Linked DNA regions of Sus scrofa: region 1 is linked to region 2. The links are chromatin contacts, called in public HiChIP or PLAC-seq maps. All regions are on one chromosome and are shown on one strand. Each heading gives the region's core, a stretch centred on a gene start, on an enhancer-like site or on the middle of the called end of the contact. The rest is flanking DNA. Distances are from core to core; before and after follow the strand shown. Region 1 holds the start of TMEM201 (transmembrane protein 201). Region 2 holds the start of SLC2A5 (solute carrier family 2, facilitated glucose transporter member 5).

The links. HiChIP or PLAC-seq counts read pairs in DNA pulled down with a chosen protein or histone mark.
Region 1: a contact with region 2 is called in an H3K27ac HiChIP or PLAC-seq map of alveolar macrophages. The contact joins the promoter of TMEM201 here to the promoter of SLC2A5 in region 2. A contact is called at or near these places in 1 of 5 promoter capture datasets (liver) and 1 of 2 datasets of contacts at active chromatin or transcription factors (alveolar macrophages).

What each region holds. Positions count from the first base shown.
Region 1 is chr6:69,969,873-69,976,193 of Sscrofa11.1, reverse strand. It overlaps TMEM201 (transmembrane protein 201), which reads right to left and starts at 2,816. Exons shown (of 10, transcript XM_013998955.2): 1 at 2,569-2,816. The coding sequence starts at 2,681.
Region 2 is chr6:69,533,911-69,539,813 of Sscrofa11.1, reverse strand. SLC2A5 (solute carrier family 2, facilitated glucose transporter member 5) reads left to right here and starts at 4,020. Exons shown (of 13, transcript XM_021095282.1): 1 at 4,020-4,571. The coding sequence starts at 4,539.

The DNA of each region.
Region 1 (6,321 bases), core at 1,567-4,066, 440 kb before region 2:
TTCAAACGGACTGCTGGGCAAGGGGAGGGCCCCGGCGCGCGTGCAGGGAGCGGGTCCCGCCAGCAGGAGTGCGCAGCACGGGGAGGGAGGGCACAGCGAGAATGGAGCAGAAACTCTGGATGCCAGGCTCTGCTCCCGCCCGGAGGCTGCAGCCACTCCTCTCCAAATGCCTCTGGGGCGCGGGAGGTCCCCGAGGTCCTGCGCAGGGATGTGCTGGCAGGAGACGGACATGATGATACCAAGTCCAGGGGTGGGAGTCTGGGCAGGGTAGGCTGCCTGGGTACAGGGCAAGTGGGCCAGGGATGTGGAACCTGGGCTTCCACCCAGCCTCCTGTGGTGCAGGGCAGCCGCCAAGGCAGCAAGGACCCAGAGCATGGGGCCTGGTTTGGAGCAGAAGGGCTGGAGGGAGGCAAGACTCTGCCACTGAACAGCTGGGTGTCACTGGGCAGGAAAGGATCTCTCCACACCTGTTTCCTCTTCTGTAGAATGGGGACAACAGCACCGCACCTGCCCGCCAGGTCACAGGTGGCCCGGTCAAGAGGACTCCGCAGGTGGGAAACCAGGTCGGCTCTGCCCTTGAGAAGCGCTTTGCAGCCAGTCCTCCGTCCGCGTCCCTCCATCTCCGTGCTGAGCACGTAAACACCCACTCGGCCAAGTCCATTTCCAAAAACAACTCTCCTCACATGCCCTCCCGAGGGTCATTCAAAACCTGCACTGCGCCAAAGCCAACGTTCCTCGCTGTCACTATTCCACCCTGAGAGGGAGAGGGTTCCATCTGCGGGGTTGGTCTTGCTTCTGAATGGTGACAGTGGCCAATTTATGATCCCCAGACAAAAGCCAGTGCTCTGGGAGGATCACGGAGCCTCCTGGGAAAGGTTGGTCCTTCTCAACAGGTCCCAATGCCACACCACAACTGTACCAGTGCCACACCACTGGTATCCTCCCAGCACACCTTCAAACCAGCTCACCCAACACTGCACCCAGGCCCAGATGCCTGTCTGCAGCAGCGGGAAAGCTGGGGCTGGCAGCCAGGACCCCTGGGAATGCTGCTACACAAGACAGAGCTCGAGGCACAGTGAGCAAACCTGGTCCTAACCGGGCCACGCCAACCCAAGTAGGGCTGCCAGGCTTGGCAACAATGCCAGCCCAGGCTCCCAGCCCTGGACGGACCTCTCCCGACCCTGGGTTAACTGGAAGGCTGCAGTGTGAGGGAGAAACCAGACACTGGACGCAGTTCTGCTGTCAACATGCTCTGGGAATCTAAGCAAGCAGCGGGCACTGCTGCGCCTCAGTTCCCTCGTGTATCAAGCGACTGGTTTGAACCAGCTGGTTCTGCCACCCCTCCAGCTTCCAAGAATTGGGCAGAAGCTGGGACACGTAGAGATGTGGCTTGTCAGGGACCCCCTGAGGCCACCCCCTCCTCAGCCTGCCAGTCTGGCTCATCCTGCAGATAGCTGACATCCCTCCCACCCCTTCCTCCTCCAGGAAGCCTGTGACTCAGTCGCCCTCACTTCTCTTCCCCTGGGTGAGAAGCAGCGTACGGTGCTGCCTAAGGAAGAACAGACCAACCCTCTGGGTTCCAATGCCAGCTCCCAGCTCCCTGACTCGCTGCTGGGTGGCCGTGGGCAAGTTCCTTCCTCTCTCCCACCGAAAGAGCTGAGCTTCCCACCTCCCTTGCTGATTCTACAAACCCACTCATTCTGTCCCCAGAATGTTCTCACAACCCCCTCTTTTTCCTTGTTCCCTGGGAAGGTGGATCAAATGAGGACACAGTGGGGCTGCCCCTGAGGCCTTGCTGGAGCAAGAAGCCAGCTCTTCGTATGGGGGGAGGGGGCGATCAGCGTATCTTTAAGCCTGGGCCAGGGCAGGGGACACCCACTGAACCCCAGCAGCAACCCGGCCCAGTTTTAAACACCTCTGAAGTATGTCAGGTTTTCTGCTCTTGGAGGCAGTAGGGCCAAGGGGTTAGGGATGCAGGCTCCATGGCAAGGATGCTTCAGCTCACACCCTTACTCCTCTGATTAATAACAATTTATGTAGCTCTTTTGTCCCTCCGCTTCTCTAGGGAAGGCAGGGGTTGTGCCTCTGAAATGAGCTAATGTGAGATTAGAAGGACGCCTGAGACAGCGTATACAGACCAGAAACTGCTGGCTGGGATCACGCTACTCCAACGTGCTCCTGAGGACCAGGGATGGGGGCTGAGTCGGAAAAGAGAGCGGCCCGAGCCCCGCTCGGCTCTCCCTCAGGGTCTGGGGGCCCTGAAGACCCTGCGGCTCGGCCATCACAGGTCTCCGCGGGGGAAGGAAGTTCATAGCCCACGCGCTGGCTGTTGCCGCCCGCCCCACATTCCTGGGGACCCTCAACCCGATCCTCAGCCGCTTCCCGACCGAGGATTCGCAGCCCGCTCTTCTTTTCTGAGGCGGGGGCGTGCACGACGGGGCTCAGCGCGGCACACACGGGCCCCACGCCACACCGCGGCCCCGGCGCGCACGGAGAGGGAGGCTCCGGAGCGCCGGGGCGGGAGGGCCGCGGGCGCGGGCCGAGGCCGCGTGGGCCGCGCGCACTCACCTCCGCGCGATCCGGTAGAGCAGCACGCCGGCGGCGGCGCACGCCGTGACCCCCAGGCCGCCGGCCAGGCCGGCCGTGGGGCAGCGGGCCAGCAGCGCGCTCACTCCCTCCATGGCTCCTCGCGCAGGCGGTGGGCGGCGGCGGGCAGCGTCGGGAGGCGGTGGCGGCAGAGCCGAGGGACGCAGGCGGGACGCGGAGCGGCGGCGCGCGCCTCCCCGCGCCGTGACCTTCGCCGCTTTGTAGCCGGCGCGGGCCCGCCCCCTGACTCGGCGCGCTCCCGCTGCGCAAGCCAATCGAAGCGCCGGGCGAGCCTGGTGGGCGGGGCGCCGGCGGAAGTGGCTGTGCCGCTCGGAGTGCGCCCCCCGGCGGCAGGAGGTGGGAGGCTGCGTGGAGCCCCGTCCGCCCTCCACCGCTTCCTCCGCACTCGCCCGGCGCCTTGCCCAAAGTCGGCTAACTTCAGCATCTCCAGTTACTTGCCAGATCGTAACTAGTCTTCCCCTCTTCTCCCTCCACCGCTAGTCCAGGCTTCCCAACACCTAGACAAGCCGACCAGTTGCAGCAGGTTGGAGCTTCTTAAGCCACTTCCCCTGAAGCCACTCCAAATAAGTTTGTAGGAGTTCCCTTTGTGGCTCAGCCGTTAACCAACCCAGCTAGGATCCATGAGGATGCGGGTTCGATCCTTAGCCTCGCTTAGTGGGTTAAGGACCCAGGATTGCTTTGTGCTGTGGTGTAGGTCGCAGACACGGCTCGGATCCAGCGTTGCTGTGGCTGTGGTGTAGGCTGGCAGCTGCAGCTCCGATTGGACCCCTAGCCTGGGAACGTCCATATGCCGCACCAAAAATCAATCAATCAATCAATCAATCAGTTCGTAGAAACACGAACCCTCCCTGCACACCACCAATCCCCACCAATAAGGAGGAGGTTGAATATACCACAGGACAGCCATGCTTCAGAACATAAATCCAACTATTAGAATGTCAGGGCTACAGGGACTGGCCTAGAGGGGTGAAATAGTTTCATAACAAAGTGATTTGCACATTAATATTTATATCTAAGTTTGAATAAACTCCTATAATTTATGTTTGTAGGAATAGATAATACTGAACAGCAAACAGTTACCTCAGAAGAGCAGGAAGATTATCCAAGAGTTTTAGTATTATTGGTTTGCACTAAATTACTTTTGTCTTTTGAGGGCCACACTTGCAGCATATGGGGGTTCTCAGGCAAGGGGTCGAATCCGAGCTGCAGCTGCCAGCCTACACCATGGCCATGGCCACACCAGATCAGAGCCATGTCTGTGACCCACACCACAGCTCACAGCAACACCGGATCCTCAACCCACTGAGTGAGGCCAGGGAGTGAACCAGCATCCTCTTAGATACCAGTCGGATTCGTTTCCGCTGAGCCACAAGAAGGAACTCTGTGCTAACCTCATTAAAAAAAAAAAAAAAAAAAAAAAGCGAGTTGGAAATGTTCGTATTTAATTACAATGTACTTCTCAGCGTTCCCACACTTCATGCTTTTTGAGGTCAACATTAGAGTCCTTACTGTCCTAGTGAGCGATGGGTTTTTTATCAGCAAATGTTACCTTTGTTTCATGCTGCTGGCTAATCTGCCCCACAGTCTAGTCCTGTGCCTTCACCAGGACCTGCAGGAGGGAAGGGAGCAGGGCCCCAAGCCTAGGCGGTGAGCAGTCTGCCCAGAAGTGCGTCTTTCTTGGGAGGGGTGTTAGCACCGAGGCTTTCCTTTGGCGCGTGGCTGGTTTCACCGCTCATGAATGAATCGCAGTGAAGCTTCCCTTCAAAAAGTGAGACGTGGTATTAAGCACCGTTCTTTCCAAGGAAGGCTGTTTGCACAACGTCTCACTCAAAAGGGCTCAGTGATCTCTGTGGACAGAGAATGCACCCAGCAACTACTAGCATATGCCCGCCCTGACCGGGTCACGTCTGTGGCATCATCATCCTTATGTGAACTGAATGGGATGCTTCGAGGGACCTTGGCTTCAGAGTCAGATCACGGCACCTTCCGTCCATCCACTCAGCAACAGCACAGACCCCCAACTAGTCAGTTTATTACTTACTCGGGCAGGTCATGCAACCTCAGGTCCTCTCTTATTTGTCAAATGTGGATGATGATCATACGTGCCCCACGAGGTTGTCAGAATTAATTTATATGAGAAAATAAACACAACAGGTAAGCAGTGAGGGTTTTAAAGGTGTTATATATGTGACTACTGGAAAATGGTGAAATACCAGTGACTGAGCTGTGGAGAAGAGAACCCAGTCATGGGATTTTACCATTAACAGCTCAAATAGTGCTATTCCCCACGTTAAAATCCCCAAAGCCCCAGAGTTCCCTGGTGGTTCTGTGGGTTAAGGATCCAGTGTTGTCACTGCAGTGGCTCAGGCTCAATCCCTGGCCTGGTCATTTCCACATACCGTGGGCATGGCCAAAAAAAGAAAAAAAAACTTTTCATTAAAAAAAAAAAAAAGAAATCCAACAAGCCCATTTTACAAAGGAGCATCGCTTTTCCCTGCTTGTTCCCTTCCCACTTCTGGTACCCAAGGCTTCTTTCAATGCCCTGGTACAGAAGCAGCAGAGGAATAAATCATACCAGGTCAACATCCAATTTATTACTTCGAGAATGAAGAAAACTGTCTCCAAATAATATACCCAACACGTGGATATTAAACAACCTAACCGTTAACCTTCATATTAGATAAAATATTGAGGAAAAATTCAGGCTTTACCATGAATATGAAAATAGGAAGCGGTTGCTCAGTGCCACTACTAGATGGTTAAAGTGAGCGTCTGGAACAGAAAGCTCTTTACTCTCATGCATTTGAGAATCAATGGAGCTTGACTAAAGGCATTTCTTTGGACTTCCACCTAGTGCTGACGGTTGAAGCAATTTACATGAGAGGGCTCAAAAATACCAACCAACTCCTTTATAACCAAAGGGGAACAAAATTAAACTCAACTTATTTCAACTGTATTTCAATTTGAAAATACCTGCAGCAACATGGATGCTGCTAGATTCTCATACAAAGTGACATCAGAAAGAGAAAGACAAATACCATATGATATCACTTATATAGGGAATCTAAAATGTGGTACAGGAGTTCCTATTGTGGCTCAGAGGTAATGAACCTGACTAGTATCCATGAGGACACGGGTTCAGCCCTGGCCTCGCCCAGTGAGTTAAGGATCTGGCGTTGCCATGAGCTGTGGTGCAGGTCACAGATGCAGCTCAGATCTGCCATTGCCTTGGCTGTGGTGTAGGCCGCAGCTGCAGTTCCAATTCAACCCCTAGCCTGGGAACTCCCACATGCCATAGGTGTGGCCCTAAAAAGCAAAAAAAAAGTGGCACAAATGAACCTATCTACAGAACAGAAACAGATTCACAGACACAGAGAACAGACTTGTGGTTGTCAAGGGGGCGAGAAGAGGAAATGGGACAGACTGGGAGTTGGGGTTAGGAGATGCAAACTACTTCATTTAGAATGGATAAGCAGTGAGGTCCTACTGTGTAGCACAGGAAACTATTTCTAATCTCTTGGGATAGAACGGGATGGAAAATAAATGTGAGAAATAGAACGTATATACATGTATGACTGGGTCACTCTGCTGTACAGCAGAAATGGACACACTGTAAATCAAGTATAATTTTAAAAAATTAAAAAAACAGGCCACCCTCCTCTCATCCCTACCAGAGTGTTGGCCACTGAAACCGAAACTGCATTACATCAGTTA
Region 2 (5,903 bases), core at 2,771-5,270:
TCTCAGATCAGCCCAGGGACTTGCCAGCCTGCTTTGTGATGCTAATTCAACATCTTACATCCTGGTTAATTTTTCCTATATCAACTTTTCCTTTTAATTCTGAAAAACGTCTCTTTCAGAGAGACCATTTTTGTTTTGTTTTATTACACCACTAATAGAAAAACAAAAAACAAAAACAAACTATGAATGCTCCTTGGTGTCAATCACCAAGTTGTGTCAATTTTGCAACCTAAGTATCTCTCACACCCCTGGATTTCTCTAGTCTCTTCCACGGCACTAGTCCAGGTCATCATCATTCCTCACCTGATTTGCGACCAAGAACTCTGCTCTCCCCCAAATCCACTGGTCTCTTGTCCCTCATCTGATCCCCTCTAGGCAGCCACAGTGAACTTTTAAAAACACAAATCTGGAGTTCCTGTCGTGGCGCAGTGGTTAACGAATCCGACTAGGAACCATGAGGTTGCGGGTTTGGTCCCTGCCCTTGCTCAGTGGGTTAACGATCCGGCGTTGCCGTGAGCTGTGGTGTAGGTTGCAGACGCGGCGGCTCGGATCCCATGTTGCTGTGGCTCTGGCATTGGCCGGTGGCTACAGCTCCGATTCAACCCCTAGCCTGGGAACCTCCATATGCTGCGGGAGCGGCCCAAGAAATAGCAACAACAACAACAACAACAACAAAAAATAATAATAAAAAAAAATTAAAAAAAAATAAAAATAAAAACACAAATCTGGTCATTCTCCAAGACCCTTAATGCCTCTCTCTGCACCTAGAACCAAAGTCAAGCTCTTTGACATGGTCCACAAGCACTAAACATAGCCTGGTCCTGCCCACCCACCCCAGCTTCTCCATCCGCTGTTCCTCTCTGCTTTGTGTTCTTCAGCTGCCCCGACTGGCACTTTTTCTTCTACCACAGGGCCCTGGCACATACTGTTCCCTGTGGAAGACTTTCTCCACTACCCGCCCACCTACCCACCCCCCCTTTTAAGGTAAGCTCTAGTCATCCTTCCCATCTCAGCTCAAGTTCACTTTTTTTTAAGGAAAACTTCCCTGACCAGTCCCCAGCCCCCCTTCTTTAGAATCCCTTTAATAGTTATATATCCTTCAATGCATTTATCTGACTAAAGTCTGCTTTCTCAACTAGAGCCTAAGCCGCATGAGGACCAGACAACTTTTATTTTTGCACCCTGTTGTATTCCCCCTCTAGTACAGTAGTAGACTCAGTAAATGGAAGGGTAAATATATGCTAGGATTAAAATCATTCATAATCTCACACCCTAGGAAAAAAAACCCACTGTTTTCAGATTCTGATAAATCTTCAAAAATTGTGTGCTAACAAATGGAATACTATTCAGCCATAAAAAAACAAAATAATGCCATTTGCAGCAACATGGATGCAACCAGAGTTTCTCATACTGAGTGAAATAAGTCAGAAAGAGAAAGACAAATACCCTATGATATCACTTATATGTGGAATCTACAATATGACACAAATGAACCTATCTACAGAACAGAAACTTCAGACTCACAGACATGGAGAACAGACTTGTGGTTGCCAAGGAAGAAGCGGGAGGGAGCTGGATACACTGGGAGTTTGGGGTTAATAGATGCAGGCAATGACATTTAGCATGGATAAGCAATGAGGTCGTGCTGTGTAGCACAGGGAACTCTATCCAGTCTCTTGGGATAGAACCTGATAGAAGATAACATAGAAAGGGGACACACACATGTAGGACTGAGTTAGTGTGTTGTACAGCAGAGATTGGTGCGATGTTGTAACTCAACTATACTTTAATAAAATTTTTTAATTAAAAAAATTGTGGGCTAATGCACTTACATTTTATGCCAACATTAACAGTTTGGGAGTCGAGTTCTGGGACCCAAATCCTCCTGTCAGAATCCTGGGCAAGCACGGGTTCTTAGCAAGAGCTTTTCCCATTGGAGAGGTTAGAGGGGCCTAATGCACAGCCCTCCGCAAATGAGGCAAACTGGCTTCAGGGCCTCTTCTCCCTCAATGACAAAATTCTAATATAATTTCCCTGTCACGAATCAAACTGTATGCGAGGAGGGGAAATGGAATCAGGGGAGTGCTGGGAGAACCTGGGTCTGGCCGCTGTCCTTTCCCTTTAAAAGTGATTCTTTGGCTTGCATCAGAGGTAGTTTCAAACACAGGTCAGTTTCTTGGAAACAGTGGTACGCGGTCCTGGGACACGCCTTGGCCTGCTGAGTGTAATTAGCCAAAATGTCCTTGGGTTAATCAGTGTTGTTTATTATTGTCCCTTTAAACCCCATGGTGAAAACAGGTTTCAAATGGCAGGTTCCCTCAGTCCAGAGGAGACAAAGACGCGGGCAGGGCGGGAAGGAGGGCGAGGGCCCCGGGACAGCAATGAGACCCCACCCCTGCAATGAGACTCCACCCCTGCAATGAGACCCCACCCCTGCAATGAGACTCCACCCCTGCAATGAGACCCCACCCCTGCCCCGGGTTTTCAGCTCCCATGGGTGATATATACACATGGAAAGATCAGGAAAAGACCCCTGCAGTGGGCAAGCCCAGGCTAGGTTCCTGAAGGACCCCCAGCAGGGACAGTCCCTGCCTCCCACCAGCGGCCATTCTCCATTCTGAGTCCAGAGATCTATGGGCGCTCAAAGGACTCCCTCCCCCCAACCCCATCGGGACTGATGGCAGCTTGAGACCCAGAGGCTGCTGTGCCCGGGGCCCCGGGCCCCGGGCTGCGAAGGACCTGGCAGGGGACGCAGAGGACCTGGGTAGGGGTTAGTCCCCGAGCCTCTGGGCCCATTCCCGACTGTTCCAGGCCCACCGGAGCCCTAGCTGCCCAGCCAGGCCGCCGAGGCAGGGACCGGTGCCGCTCCGCCCGCCGCAGGGCTCGACGGTCCTGGGCTGAGGAGGTGCAGGGCAGAGGGGAGGGGGACCTGGCACGGACGCCTGGGCGGCCCCGCGGCGGCCGAGCATCCAGCAGCCGGGCGCCCAGGCTCCGCGGCCCCGCGCGGGTGGCAGCCTCCCCGCGTTCTCAACCCCCAACCCCCGCGCTGCGCTCCGGGGCCATTGAGGCGTTGGTGACTCCCAAGGCTGCGTCCTGGAGGCCCTGGGACCTGCCTGAGCCAGGTACTGGGGACAGGACAGCCCCCTCCGGCCCTGGGCCCCCACCCCCACTCCTGGAGGGGCGGGTGAGGCTGGGGGCCAGGGTGTCCCCGTCCCCTTCTCTGACTTGGCAGCCTTTTGACATTTTTTTTTTTTTTTTTTTTGTCGTTGGTGGTGCCGCCTGAACCCTTTTCCTCTGTCCCCAGCATCCTGTACCCCTGCCCCCAACTAAAGCGCATTTTCTTTGGAGAATTTTTCAAAACTCTTCGAAATAACTGGAAACCTCGGGTTTGGCCAACCCTTAGTTGGAAATCCTTGTGTCAGGGCTGTGACACAGAAGGGAAAGGACAGGGAAGGAAATGGTGCCACCCCACCCCCACGGTCCCCATCCCTCTCTGAATCAGAAAGCACAGACCACCGGCAGCGCACACAGGCTAATTACACTGTCCCCCCTCCTCCAAGCCTGCCGCACGGAGGCGCCTGGTCACAATTCCATGGATGCCAGGACCAGCCCCCAACACAGAGTGGGGCCCCCTTAACTGTCTTTGAAGGTGGCTTAGGGAAAGAGGTGACTCCAGGAACTGGTTTGGACCACAGCAAATAAAGCAGGGAATGGGCCCAGGAAAGATGAAACCCAATGGGTCTTGTGGGACTTTGCTCTGGATTTTGGCCACTTGAGCCTGTGTGCCCCAGGGCAGCTGAACACGTGCTGAGTGCAGGGGGCCGACGGTGGCCCGGCCATGCGTGGAGGGCCCAGTCAAACAGCGGTGACTCACTTTCCCTGCCCTGCAGATAAAAGGAAATGAAATATTTACTGCTTTTGCAAGAGTGATGATTGCACAGAAAATCGCATCTCTAAGCCAACCCTGAGTTCCTTAAAAAGGAAAATCAGCTTTCTGAGAAAGTGGTGCCTAGGGTCAAATCTGGCAAAATTCGACTCTCTGCTGGAGAGGCGTGGCTGCAGGCTTCCTGGCAGGGGCCACTCGGAGAAGCCTCTGATGACCCTATGCCTTGCCCCCGTGTTACCTGGTGTGTTGTGGGGTCGGTGGCACCTGTTGCTTTCCATGTGTTTGTGACAGAAATAACCCTTCCAGTCACTCACCACGAGCCCGACCAGTGGAGGCTTTTGCAGGCAGTAAGGAAATACCGCAGACTGTCCCAACTCAGGAAGGCACGGTGCCTGCGGTCTGGTCTGCGGTCCCTGGGGGGTGCCCGCTTGCTGAGCCAGACCCCAGACATCTCGTTTGAAAGAAGAAGCGAAAACAAGACCCACCTCTAGGTTCCCGAAAGGGTTATTCTGGCTGAGACTGCCTATAAAAATGCTATTGGCTGTTACCTGGCCCGGCCAAAGTACAGCCAGAATGTCTTTTCTCGCCATCCAGTGCATTTGTTATTTTGGCTGAAGGGAAATAAGCAGAACTCTGCACGTCCAGACCCAAGATGGAGCCCCAGGAGCCGGTCAAGAGGGAAGGGGTAAGTGTGCTGTCCAGGGAGGCAGGGGGGGAAGCAGCCCACCCGCAGGACCAGTTGATCGCTGCTAGGGGATGCTTTTGGGAGCTCTGTGCCGTGGCGGACCATTGCGGGGACCTGCCCCTCGGAGTTCACCCCGCAGCTGGACTTCTACAGGGACTTGAGAGACATTTAGAGACGTTCGGATTTAGAGCTTCTTTGCAAATCATTCTCCTGAAACAGCTTTTAAAACTACCTGGAACCGGGGTGTTCTCTTGTGGCCCAGGCAGGGGGTGAATGATCCGGTGTTATCACCGCAGGAGCGCGGATCGCTGCTGGGGTGCCGGTTCGATCCTTGGTCCGGGGAATTTCTGCATGCTGTGGGTGCAGCCAAAAGGAAAAAAAGTACCTGCCGCCGAGTTGATGAGACTCAAAGGAGAATTTGTCACAATGTCCTTAACCATAAGCATTTGAGGTGAAGGGCTTCTGGCACTGCAGCAAAATCCTTACACATGGCTAGTGAGATGTGTTTGCTTTGTTTTTATTTTGGCTTCCGAGCCTTTTCATGAACGTTTTCAGCATGTAAAGAGCCAGCATGCAAAGAAGAAAGGCTCGGAAAAGATGTTGCAGGATTTGAATTTACCTCAAATCTGTAGCAGAGATTCCCTACCTTTTTAGATAATGCGACTTCTCTGTTTTAGAGACAAAAGATTTTTCTGGCCCTCTCCCCTCTCACCCCTGCCTTCCATAGAATTGCCTTGTACTTTTAGAGTCTCTTGACTGAGGAACACACATAAGGACAGAAACATAATGTGACTCTATTAACACTTTTAAGAAATAAGCATTTTATTCATCACAACAGCATCTGCTTATATTGACGGTGGGAGGTACTTTCTGTGCACATTAATTATTTGCATATGGATCTAAGACCTTCACCATAGGCAGGGTTGGGTACGTGCGCTGTAGCTCATAGACAGAGAGCAAGTTTGGGGAGGAGTTCCCTCGTGGGTCAGCAGCTTAAGGACTTGGCGTTGTCACTGCTGTGGCTCATTGCAGCTGTGGCGTGGGTTCGATCTCTGACCTGGGAACTTAGACTTGCCATGGACACGGCCAAAAAAAAAAAAAAAGGGAGAGAGAGGTTTGGGAGGTACAAGTACCTAGGATTCATTCCTGCTCCATCCTGTTCTAGCTGTGGGAACTTGAGCGAGTTATTTAACCGCTCTGTGCCTCAGTTTTCTCATCTATAAAATGGAAATAATAATGTGAACTGAAGTTTGGCCTTTGCCATCCGCCTTTGCATGGAGTAAAACATGAGCCACGGCAGCTACACACCCGCAGCATCCCCTGAGCAGAGCT